Regions from separate parts of the Mus musculus genome. Here all the other regions are linked to region 3. A link is a contact called in public Hi-C data. All regions are on one chromosome and are shown on one strand. The core of a region is the stretch at or near the end of the contact, and the rest is flanking DNA. Distances in the headings are between cores, read along the strand shown. Region 1 overlaps Tafa1 (TAFA chemokine like family member 1). Region 2 has its middle 95 kb from the start of Gm38864. Region 3 holds the start of Tafa1 (TAFA chemokine like family member 1). Region 4 overlaps Tafa1 (TAFA chemokine like family member 1).

Region 1 (2,931 bases), core at 430-2,929, 98 kb after region 3:
TTGTGTATGTAGAGGCATGTGGGTGGAGGGTTCCTTACTGGAGCAGAGACAACTCACAGGCCAGCTGTGGGTGACAAGTCAGACACACTGCAACCCTGGTGCTCTCAACATGACTGGCAGAGTGTCCTCAGGGCAGAGTGTCTTCCCCAGCAGGTGTTTACTGCTTTCATAACCCAAGGGAGGGGCCTCGTGACTCCTATTCAGTTTTCCCAGATACATGAAGACTGTTTGCTTCTTAGGTCTCCTGAGCATCCTGTCTGCTTCTTGGGGGAAGGTTTTAGCTTAGAATTTCCAACTTTGATGAAAAGCTTTCCTGCACCTGGGATGTTTCAGTCAGGAGCAAATTGCTTTAGACATTCTCTGACCTTCACATACAGCTCTCCACAGACTCCCAAGCCCTCAGCATAAATAGATACAATAAATTTTAAAGGTAAATTAGACTTTGTCAGCACTAAAAGTCATACTTTGTAAACACACAACTATGACAATGAAGACAAGGTCTGCGTGGAAAAGCAAACACTTTTATTCAGAATACCTGATAAGGAGTACAAAACCTCTCAATATGCAACACTAAGAAAGAAGGTATTTCTATAAAAAGACTTTTGAAGAATGATGCAAATAGATATAAGAGAAGGCACTGAACATCCTCAGTCACTTGGGAAACTGATGAAAACTGTAGTGATAAAACATTATATACCTGACAGTATGACTGAATTAAAAGGGGTCAGTGTTGGATGCTGAGCACATGGAATTCATCGGCTTCGTGGTAGGAATGCAGAAGCCAAAGATCCTTTGCAAAGCAATATGGTAGTTACTTAACAAAATGAATATATGTGTATCGTTATCTTTATATTCCATTCTGGCCACTTTTGGAAGCTTGAAGTAGGACAGGGTGGAAGTGTTTATTTATATCACGGTAATTAGAAAATGCTGAAATTAGGAGCATAGACAGAGAAGAAGGAAAAGTGAATTATCAAATGTTTACCATTATAGCACTGCACATGAACAAGTGATTCTAGTTCCAGGGAAATTAAAATGTGTATCTACTCATATGCCTGTGCATTAATGTTTGTAAGAGCTTTATTCAGACTTTGACAGACCAGACATGACCAAAATCTCTATCCAGCAGGAGTGGATCACCAAATAGTGATGCATGCATATACATATGTTCAGCCCAAAACAAACCAAACGAACTGAACCTACTGACACATGAAACAATGTCTAAAAATATAGTCTCTCTGTGATATAAGAGTAAATGGTATATCTATATCATGTCTCTACGTCCAAGGCTCAAAGATCTTTCTGGAAGAGAGGAGAAAGATTTTGAGAGTTCAGAGTTGGTTGCTGACTACAGTGAAACAGTGTCGCACAATAGACAGCTGCACATATGAGCTCACAGTGATTGTGACAGCATACGATCTGCCCACGCCCACACCAAAAAAAAAAAAAAAAAAAAAGAAAAAAAGAAAAAAAGAATCCCAGCATAAGGGAGATACTGGCATTGGGTAGCCTTTGGAAGAGGGAATAGTGACTTTTAAGGGAGTGACCCTAGTAGGTCAAACATACTCCAGGCATGTCCAACACCCATGGGTATTTGGATAACACTAGAGAAGTTAGTGAATCTGGGAGGAGGTGGGGGAAGTAAATATGATTAAAGAACATTGAACTAAGTTCTTGAGCTAACAAGAATACCATCTTAAAGAAGGATTTGGGGAGGAGAACTGGATCTACCATGTCTTTTCTTCCATGTTCCTTTTTCTTGGATACTGAAAAGCTATTGATGAATTAGAAGGCAGGCTGTAGTTGCCACCAGCCAGTGGCCTTCACAGAGGAGCCAGATTGTCCATGGAGGCTCAAAGGCTGATCAGGGCTCTCCCTCCCAGGAAGCTCCTGGAATGGTTAGCCTGATATTCTCAGATAACACCAATTAGCAGCAAGCAGATTCAAATTCAAATTCAAAGGGCAAAAGTCTTTTAGCACATAATTTATTGTCAATTTCAATTTGCTGCTTGTGTTTTTATTGATTTTACAGAGGCTCTTGGATGGTTCTGCCCTAGTCATTAAAGTACTAATTTTGTTAAACACTTATTAAGTAAGACTAAATCACAGACTCATGCCAAACCTTATGCTTCAATGCCTGGATGAGGAAATGCAGAGACTGACAGGCTCTGTGATTTCTCTGTTACAAAAAAAAAAAAAGTTATTATGTTCCATTATGTCTGGCCAAAAATTTTTAAGGTTCCATATTAGCAAAAGTAATCACTTTCAGTAGATAATGATTGTATAATTTTATAGGATCATTGTGTCAAATGGTATGTTAAAATTTACTGTTGCTGTCCTTTAAGGTGTTTATCTCATGTGGTAAAATGTAGAAACTTGTTCAGACAAGAACTGTGGGAGTTGAACTTAAATGTGTGAAGCCACTTGAAGAGAAATTGTACTATAAATACTTTCCTAATAAATCAAGAGTTCTTAACACAATCAAAGAAAAATTGAGACCACAGATGTCTGTAACTTCTTTTATGAATGCCTAACTTAATGAAGCCAAGATTAGATAGTGGAAGTGATATTTCACTTACAGTGTGTGTGTGTGTGTGTGTGTGTGTGTGTGTTTGTGTTTTAAGTATAGCCATGTGTTTTAGCCTTTGGCAGCCACCCTTGCCCTCTGCCCACTAGGTTGAGAAGTGTGTGATACCAGCACCAGCTGATTGCTGAGTTCACAAGAACTCAGGTTCCTGGAAGGTTTCAGACATTAAAAGAGAACAACCTAATACAGGCAGCACAAACCTTTACAAGCACATTTAGCAATTTCTCAACACCCAGAGAACACTGTTGTTGATTAGATGAAGACATAAAACACACCCAAGGGAACTGGCCAAAATTAAACATAAACAAATTTTAAAATTCTGAGTTGTTATCTGATTTTCTGTA
Region 2 (3,087 bases), core at 501-3,000, 110 kb before region 3:
AGTGACTGAGCTTCAAAACACAAGAAAGTATGACATTATAATTTTTATCATGGAAGACTGAGGCAAGGAGAGGATGGGTTGACCAATTCCCACGTCTTAATCACCTACAGTCATTAATTGTCAAATCAAGAGATTCTTGTGTCATTTATTCTTTCTGTCTTCTATGGTACTATTTTGATGTCGATATTTCAGTATTCAATATTTTCTAAAATAGAAGAACTATTTAAAATACAACTGTAATAATGATATTATATAAAACAGTGATTCATTAAAACTATTAATATATCTAGTCAGCATTTAAATTTTTCTAACTCTCTCTCTCTCTCTCTCTCTCTCTGTCTGTGTGTGTGTGTGTGTGTGTGTGTGTGTGTGTGTGTGTACATGTGAGTATGTTTTATTTTTCTCCTTAGAAGAATATATTCAGTTCATTCAGTTAGTTCACAACAGGGTCTGCATGGTGTATTTACTTGATGACTAAGAATTAAATATACAATCTCACTGTTCAGGCAAATGTTCTACTGAGTGCATTAAATTCTCAGCCAGTTCGCCATAGTCCTTAAGCTTTTTTTTTTTTTTTTTTTCCTGTTAGGCCCTCCTTTCTTCTCCTGATCATTTCACTTTCTTGGTAGTTTATTTGTCATGAAAATCAATTTATTTGAAGTTTTCAAGTCTGAAATTTGCTGGTAGCACTTTCATTACACACACACACGTGTGTGTGTATATATATGTGTATACACACACACACACATATATATATATATGTGTGTGTGTGTGTGTGTGTGTGTGTGTGTGTATTATCCTTTTTCTGATAATGTGGTAATTATATCTAAAGGCTTAGTCTGATTGTGTCTGTGTGTGCTTGTGTCTTCTGTGTGTGTAAGTATGTGCTTGCGTATGTCTGTGTGTGTGTGTTTACTGTATGCACAAGGATCTTTCTTTTGGAAGGGTAGAACTCTCTTGTCTTGGGAGGTGCATTATACCTGGCTGTCTTTTTCTATTCGATTAAGATAAGTCTTCGAATTTAGCTGGAAATGGATGACATTCACATCACTAAAACACACCCCAAATCTGAAAAACAAAATATTTTATTTCTTAGTCTCAAAGATGCCTTTAAACCGCAAACACATGAATCATTGTACAAGCATAAACAGTTACTAAACCAACTCATCTATTTTATTCACGATCACTTTGCATTTGAAAGCTCTCATTGTGTTTATTCTCTGTGAACTGAATTTGAGGCTTTGACTAGGAAGCCATAAATCCAATTTTTGATGAAATACAACTTTGCTGAGAGGCCAGCTTGGAAAGGGTCCCCGCTAATTTCTCTCCTTAGTGTGGATTTGATAAGTGACAAGCGTCCTACTCTCTCCTTTCAGGTCTAGCACATCCCAGACTTCAGTCTTCTGAAAAGTTTTCTCTTTTATGCTTAATATTTGATGGACAAGGTCTTGCTAGGGACATCCAAATCAGCAGGTTTGCGCAGGTCGCATCTGACATGTGCCTAAGGTGTGGGCAGATGAACCAGCTCTAAGACCAGGAGCACAGCCGCTTCTTCTCAGTCTCCCCAGACACTAGTTAGGCCTAATACACTCGGAAGGTTGCTTGTCTAATTTGAACTGCGAGAGACTTTGGCTGGAGGGTAGCTCTGTGTCCCCGTGATAAAAGAGCACACAAAACAACCCAGTGCCTGATCACTCTCCCTGACTGTCAGTGAATCATGTCTAATAGCACCTCCATGCAGTTGGCGCCAATTTGCTTGCAATGGCATCCTTTTCCGTGGGCTTGCTGCTCAGCAGGCCCTGAAGCAATCTATGAATAACTTCCCAACAGATGCTGTTTATGAATTGAAGCAAATGGCTTCCCTGTTTCTCTTTTTTCTCACTTCAATAATTTTCAGTTACATTACGATGAATATTTATAGTCCTGTAGCAGTGCATAAAAATGGAGGCCGCGAGGACCTGGGTATTGTTTCATACGTGAGTGCTGTTCTAATGGGCTCTGGCTGACTGGTTTTAATAATGTTCTGTTGATGGACCGCAAAGAGGATGCAAATTGTAGATCAGTCATTTCAATTCACTGTTTTACCTGGATGGGCAGTGATAGAGTACTGGCTGTATCCTTCGCTCTTCTGGGATACCTCCCCTTGCCCGAATAACCGCCGGGAGCCTGCCTATCTCTTTCAGTTCCTTTGGAGTAAATCTCACATACATGACTTCCGCAGAGTCTCTGTCCTTAATAGCAAAGCCCATTAAGCTAGTTGACTACTCTCTACAGGTATTTCTATTAAAGATTCAAGTAACTGCTGCAGGGGAAGATGTTAGCCCACAGAATACAGCAATCCTCAGAATTGAAATGTAAGTCACAAAGAATATGTTGGTTTTGATTTCCAGGCCTTTTATGGGAAGGGATTGAGCTGCATTTTTGTCTAAAATGGTTTTTCAGATGTTTCATATTTCTATGCTCTTTTAAATGTTACAGAAATGAGAGGACTTATATCTAGTTATTGCCCCTAAATTTTGTTTGAAGGAAACTGTTCTCTCTTCTGTGGCTTATGTTGCAAATAGCTGGTATACCTTCCCAGCGCTTTCCATTTTACAGTAATGAGTTCGTTAACTACCCTATATTTTCTAGACCATTGACTGTGTCATATTGACCCACATACAAATAATTGCCTGTTTGGCTATTTGCTTATAAATAAGAGTGTTGAAAATGGTATGTAAATATGTACATGCATGCGTAGTGAATATAGAGTGAAGCCTCCCAAAATATTTAAATTGTCCCATTTCCTACTTGTATGTTATGAAATACTCACCAACCACTCAAATAGAACTGTATTTATTATGCATGCAAGCCCACAATCTCTTTACCAACTATCATTTGTATGCTACACACAGAAGGTTGTGCTGTAACACAACGGTAAAAATAAAAAAGGCAATTTGAAGAGAAGTATATGCCTTGCTTTAACCGCAGCAGAGGCAAAGAGTGATCTTCCTTCAATATGGTGAAGGATAACCCACAATCCTGAAATATTCAAAGCATTAATGAAAAGCCCAAGAATTTAATATTTGATCCAGAAAGGTTATTCTT
Region 3 (3,145 bases), core at 177-2,676:
CTCCTGTTCCTGTGGCTGTTTCTGTTGTTGTCTTGATTCAGAAGCAAGAGAACAAATGTCCTATAGACACCCATTAATTAAGGCAGCAATATAATGAACCACAGAAGTAAGCATACAAATCCAAACTGAAACATTGTCATTCTTAATTAACTTGATTGTTATTTTGAAATCTGGTTTGTGGAGGGGGTAGGAAAGGAGGGAGGGATGGAGGGAGGGGGAGGGAGGAGAAGAGGGAGGGAAGAATGGAAGGAGAAAGGGGTGTTATCATTGAAAGAACAGCAGGAAAGATTGATAAAACAGAGACGGTCTCCCTCTTTCACTTTGTAGAGCATAGGAAAGAAGGTTTGTTCTGCAAGATGCACCCAGCATCCAGCCTTCTTTATAATGCCCACAAAAGGCAAAAGAATTCTCAGAAACTTTGAAGTTTTTAAGGCAAGGAATTTGTGAGAACCATCTCGGGTCTGAAAATAATGTAGAGGCCGTAAGGCAGTGAGTGACCTTTGACATTGGGGATCACACCAGTCTTGCTTTCTGCTTTATCCCAAGCATCTGTCACATAGTAGGTGTGATGTAAGCGACTTGGGAAGCAATTGAATGAGCATTTTCAGAGAATTATCACCGGAGCAGCCTATAAAGGAAAAGTAGGTCATCTCCCATGCGTCTCTGAAGTTTAAGTACAATCATAGTATATTTCCAGGGAAGCCGGGGTTCACACCATAGTACTAGAGATGCAACTGAACTTCTGAGTGTTTCCCTTTTCCATCTCAGCATGCTATTTAAAGAGAGCCAAAAAATACTTTTTACAAAGAACCTTGAGCATATTTCTTCATCATCACTCAGTCTCTGGTGCCAGCAATGATATATTTCTACTTATTAAACCTGTTAAATAACTCCAAAGATTTTTATTTTGCTTAGGAACACAAACACCAGTTATATTCCAGATAAATTGCATTTCGAGAAATAGCTGACAAAACAACTAACCGAAAAAAAAATCAGAATAAGCCCAGCTATATTCAGCTAGCTTGCTGGCAACAAGATTCAGGGTTAGACTGGGTGCATGTTTCACTTTCCCATTTACTGTTTGAAGCCTAAAAGCCATTAACACTATCAATATGTTGCATGATGCCTTCTTGTCTTTCATTTTTCTTTCCCTTCTCAGTTCCCTGGCATGAGAATGGTATAAGAGAACAAAACAAACCAAAACATAAACAAACAAACAAAAAAACCCAAACCTCCACCAAAGACTATTAGGCAATATCATGTTAAAGCGCTGCTTGAGTCATGGGAGAGTTAAGGGCAGTCATTAGAATCTACCTTATCTATAATCGAGGGTAATGTCACTTTAAGACATGTGAGACTTTAGAGAGGAGGGGTGTATTGAAACAGACTCCCGCTACTTACGGAGGTATAGCAGCCCTGCTCCTACATTTCGCTGCCTAACTCTGTCCTGAATGTACTGGAGTAGGGATGGTCTGTCCGTGGCTATAAACTGCTTCTCATCAGGAAACTACATTAGCTCACCATCACTTCAAAGGTCTCGTCAGACAGAGGTGACGCCAGGGGATGATTTAAAGGTGAACATGACAAGGTTTCCACCCCTCAAACCTTGCTTCCTTTTCTGACAATACAGTGAACGAGCCCAACGTCTTCACAACTGTGGAAACGGGACTGGAAGAGAAAAGCTTGCCTTTTTTTCTTTTCTTTTCTTTTCTTTTTTTTTTTTCAATTCTTAATAAAGAATTGCTGGGAAGCATTCTCTTTGAAAAATCTCAGAACTGTGGCACAGATGGATTTTAAAAAGTGTTAGCTCTTTCCAATGAGCACTAGGAGGGTTCCCTGCTCTTGGCTGGATTTTTCAGGTAAGAAAGCCTCTGTAAGATTTAAGATTCAGGAAACTGATTTGCAACATATTCAGAGAAGTATGCAAGACTCGATGCATTATTTGGGGGGAAAACACTGCCACAGAGCAGAGCTCTGTCTGGGAGCAGCCAAGAGAAGAGATTTGCAGGAGCTTGGGAAGTAATGCTGAGAATTACAGAAAGTTAACTGGGGGGGAATGAAAGAAAGAAAGAAAGAAAGAAAGAAAGAAAGAAAGAAAGAAAGAAAGAAAGAAAGAAAGAAGGAAGGAAGGAAAGAAGGAAAGGAAGGAAGGAAGGAAGGAAGGAAGGAAGGAAGGAAGGAAGGAAGGAAGAGGGAAGCCCTGTAATTGTCAAGTCACAGCATGTTGTGTGTGCTCAGCTGTGTGTGGGTTAAATGAGCAGGAGAAGGAGTCTCTAAAGAATCGTTAAGTTTGATGATGGTTAGATTTTTTTTCCCCTGAGTTAAATTTCCAGTGCATTTCAACAGAGATGGTTGACTAGCAAATGCTTACCGGGTCACCTCTGTTTTGTCTCTCTGTAATTTGCAGGCTATTCAGAAAGGTTCTAAAATGCATTCATTTGGGGATTCACAGGAGGGGAGTTGCTATTTACCTCTGCTGATGAGAGTGCATCTATGCTATCCTGCTAGCTCTGAAAACAAGGAGATAAAGCATGCCCATATACAAAAGTAAACAGTGGGCCACCAAACTAGAAACTAATTAGAAAGTGACTGGTCCATCTGACTCACTGCCTGGGGCATGGATGGCTCCAAGCTGCTGAAAAGAATGTGTTCCCACTTTGCACTTAATTACAGTTGTCACGTTTGTGTATTGTCATCCTCAAAGCCCTTCCCAAACACTCTGTCTCTCTGAAACCTGCAAATTATCCAGAATTATGCACATGCATATATATGTGTGCATAATGTTTATTTTTGCTGACTATCACTGGCTTTGAAAGAGTATCAATTTCCACAGATAAGGAAGTCATCCTAGGAGGTCACAAGCAGGTTTTCAGTGCATAGTGGAAATTCTTGAAGGGTGTCATTTGACAGAGGAAAGGTGCTCAACCTTGATTGCACAGCCCCTCTCTGAGACCTCAGAGAGGAAAGGCTGTCACTAACTGAATTCTTATATAGGGGGTGCTTCCTATGACTGGCTGACTAAGGACGATCCTTCAAGTTTGATTAATTTGGCAATATGAAATGCAGCATAAGGTGTTGTTTGGGAAATTGGACAATATGTAGCGCCGTTGAGCTTCTGTAGCTCCTGAGATGCTCATAGGTGCAG
Region 4 (3,059 bases), core at 361-2,860, 70 kb after region 3:
TTAAAATTTTATTCAGTAGGTAGAGTGCTTTTGAATTTGGGGGTACTTCTGAGATATGAAGTAACTTACATTTTATGGTTGCCAACATATATATTAGAATGTTCTATTGAAGTTGACACTGGGACTGATGTAGAAACTGATGGATATATGAACTGTAACATATAAGGTCCCAGGATGAAATTAAGAGGTCTATGTCATCTTCTAACTATGTATCAATAATGGGCATTGTGAAGTGATGGGAAGGACTAATGTATGGTTTCTAAGAGGTAGGCTCATGCACTATGCTCTAAACTTGTGGAGGCCTTGTTCCTATATAGAGGACACAGTTGTTAGCTTAGCCTGTCTGTACCTTAGATTTTTATCTCTAAAAAGGTGCAACCATTGCAAGGAATGAATAGGTTAAAATCATAATTTGCTTAGACTCTATTAGAAATATTGTAAGCACTATTTGACATTCATCCTCATTATACTTCCGTTACCATGGGTTGTAATCCTTGAAATGAGGCTTAAAGAATGAGAAAGAGTCAGCCAGAAAGTGAGCCAGATGTGATAATAGCAGGTGGCCTTTGAAGCAGAGCTATGATCACAAGCAAAAAGCACAGATGTGAGAAGATGCCTCATGTTGCTCGAGCATAAAGCCACAGGGTGGGAGGTTTGAGAACTGGGCTGCAGCCACACCATAGCCCTTAATTTTGCATTATAAATTTTCAAGTGATGTGGATGTGTGCTCAGGACGAGGAGTGGATGATGTTTCCACTCTTATGTGGTAGATGTGGAGTTGGATGTAGATGAGCACATCTGCAGTCAGGGCAAATGGTTGGTTGGACCTACAGGATTCCAGGTGACAGGTGGTTTAGGGAGAGAAATGAGAGAGTGTCTTAATTAATATTTTTTTAAAAAATACTCAGGACCGGGTAACTTCTGAAGAATTGAACTTTATCTGGCTAGTGGTTCCGGACACTGAGACTTTCCAGAACATGGCCTTCACTTCACCCCAGCATGTAGTAAAGATTTTCTTACTGTACAGAAGACATCACATGACGACACAATCAAAGCCAGTGTGCTGGCTTAGATTTCATCTCTTTTCATTATAAATCTACCAATGTCATCTATAGGACCTCATACTAATGATCCCAGCTAAATAGCTGCCAAAGATCATTTGCAGATGTCATTTAGACATAACCTAATTTGGTGATTAAGTTTCTAACACACAAACTTTTAAGGTGACTCTCAGACCAGAGTTGATGGATAAAAGACAGTCAAGGAATGTTTAGGAGTGAATGAAATTGATATTTCTCAAGTTTGAGCTTATATGTCAGGAAGGAGCAACAAGAACAACTTTCTGGCCTTGAAACTAGAAGCAACGATGGGTTCATAGATAAGTTAGAAAGAGATTTTACAGACTGGTGGCTGTCTGGTGGCCGTTGTAGGATGTTCCTAGATAGATATGTGCTTTCAGTTGGGAATTATGGGCCTAAGAGTGAGTGACAGATCTTGTCTGAAGTCTGGAACATGTGATCTAAAATACAGCGAGGCTCCAGTAACCTGAAAGAAACACCACGGCCATGAGGCATGTGGAGCACTGCCAATGTGTTTGTGCTGTTTTGCAGAATTAATTAATTTGAGTTAGAGTACAATGAACTTCAGTGATAATTTTTTTCTAAAAGGGAACAATACTCTCCTCCCCCAGCTCATTAGAAGGATTTCTGTAAAGAGGATCTTTGTTCAATGACAGACGTTTGAATTTCAGACTTCCAGAAGAAATTAGCAGACAGCCCATTCTTGTTCCGTGTTAATTAGAAAATGAGTAGATAAACAGTGGGCAGACCTCCTTTGGGTAGCCTTTTCTACTTCTGGGAATCTTGAAGGATTACTTGTGTCATGGCTTGGTGATAGGGAGACATTCTGCATTTATAGAACATTAGATTTAAGCAATGCCACTGCTGCTGAGTGAACATTTGGCATGTGATGTTTGTGGGGCTGGCATTCTGCAATGTACTCAAGGCTGTGCAGAATTTTAACCCCAAACTCTGAACCTGACATTCAAATTCCTGGAACTGCATCCCAGAGTAGCTTTTGTTCTATGATGTGACCTTGAATAAACATTTAAATTATTTAAGCTTCAAATCCTCGTTAATAAAAATTAGAAATAAAACTGTCTACATTAAAGTAATTTGATTAAACTAAATTGAAAAAAAAAAGAAACCTATCACCCTAACTGTGCAAGGGAGGCCTTTTCTCCTAACCTATCAGAAGTTGGAGATTCTAATAGGTAAAACAGTACATAGTTCATTTCCCAGTAGAGCTGAGACGTCAGTCTTTCTGAGGTGCATGGACCTCTAGCTCATCTGTAACTGCCATGTCCAGTTCCTGTAGCTAAGTTGCTTCCATCTTGAATCAGAAAAATAGCTTCTTGTATCCTGAAACTGTATCTTCCTTAGGCTTTTTACTGTTTGATTTCATTTCTGGTGGTCTTACTGGATGATTCCAGTGTATTATGAACACTGGTCAAGTGTTTCACCACTGAGCTATATCCTCTTTTTATTATTTTAATTTAAAACCGTTTGTTTTTAAGTTACCAAGATTGACCTTGAACTAGCTATATAATTACAAGTAGACCCCAAACTATTCTCCTGCATCAATTTCCCAAGTAGCTAGGACCACAAGCCTGTTCTGCTATCCCTAGTATAATTCATGTTTGCTATCTCAGAACGCTTTTCGTCACATAGAATGTTCCATTTCAGAATCCTCTGGGCTTATTGCAGGAAGATGCAGGCATAGTAAAGTTTGTTCTCTCCAATCATGTCAGGACAGTTGGAAAAAGGTACATATTTTATATGGCTCCTTAATACAGTTGCATTGTAGAACATAAAAGCACAGGAACAATACATACTCTTTGTGAGAGAGTTTTTGAACCTGTGACTTTCCTTTGTAAAGTTTTGCATGGAGACTGTCATAGTTGAGCACTACCTTGTGTGCACTACATGGATCCTGCCTACCTTTATGTATGGACACATTAATGGTGACAGGCATAAACTTAGCTGTTTTTTGGTCCTTCA

What was found. Hi-C and Micro-C count contacts between places; a contact is called where the count stands out from the background.
Region 1: a contact with region 3 is called in a Hi-C map of the N1E-115 cell line, with 2.2 times the contacts expected there. The contact joins the enhancer-like site here to the promoter of Tafa1 in region 3. A contact is called at or near these places in 2 of 39 promoter capture datasets (both in embryonic stem cells), 2 of 484 Hi-C or Micro-C datasets (the N1E-115 cell line and nephron progenitors), 1 of 115 datasets of contacts at active chromatin or transcription factors (pancreatic cancer cells) and 2 of 9 other capture datasets (adipose tissue and liver).
Region 2: a Hi-C map of cortical neurons shows a contact between it and region 3, with 3 times the contacts expected there. The contact joins the enhancer-like site here to the promoter of Tafa1 in region 3. A contact is called at or near these places in 3 of 39 promoter capture datasets (hippocampal neurons, stem cell-derived epiblast-like cells and trophoblast stem cells), 3 of 484 Hi-C or Micro-C datasets (the N1E-115 cell line and cortical neurons) and 1 of 9 other capture datasets (liver).
Region 4: a Hi-C map of the N1E-115 cell line shows a contact between it and region 3, with 1.9 times the contacts expected there. The contact joins the enhancer-like site here to the promoter of Tafa1 in region 3. A contact is called at or near these places in 2 of 39 promoter capture datasets (hippocampal neurons and pre-B cells), 2 of 484 Hi-C or Micro-C datasets (the N1E-115 cell line and nephron progenitors) and 2 of 9 other capture datasets (adipose tissue and liver).

The regions. Positions count from the first base shown.
Region 1 is chr6:96,209,637-96,212,567 of GRCm38.p6, forward strand. The region is part of intron 2 of Tafa1 (TAFA chemokine like family member 1); the gene reads left to right. Among named protein-coding and RNA genes, the nearest start is that of Tafa1, 98 kb to the left of the region's middle. Within about 2 kb of position 1,680, at least 1 of the 459 cell types and tissues checked has an H3K27ac peak or open chromatin away from gene starts, as enhancers often do. A contact at or near this core is called in the N1E-115 cell line, where this site is marked.
Region 2 is chr6:95,998,436-96,001,522 of GRCm38.p6, forward strand. No RefSeq gene overlaps it. Among named protein-coding and RNA genes, the nearest start is that of Gm38864, 95 kb to the left of the region's middle. Within about 2 kb of position 1,751, at least 17 of the 459 cell types and tissues checked have an H3K27ac peak or open chromatin away from gene starts, as enhancers often do. A contact at or near this core is called in cortical neurons, where this site is marked.
Region 3 is chr6:96,111,728-96,114,872 of GRCm38.p6, forward strand. It overlaps Tafa1 (TAFA chemokine like family member 1), which reads left to right and starts at 1,427. Exons shown (of 5, transcript NM_182808.3): 1 at 1,427-1,859. It also overlaps 2900060L22Rik.
Region 4 is chr6:96,181,936-96,184,994 of GRCm38.p6, forward strand. The region is part of intron 2 of Tafa1 (TAFA chemokine like family member 1); the gene reads left to right. Among named protein-coding and RNA genes, the nearest start is that of Tafa1, 70 kb to the left of the region's middle. Within about 2 kb of position 1,611, at least 5 of the 459 cell types and tissues checked have an H3K27ac peak or open chromatin away from gene starts, as enhancers often do. A contact at or near this core is called in the N1E-115 cell line, where this site is marked.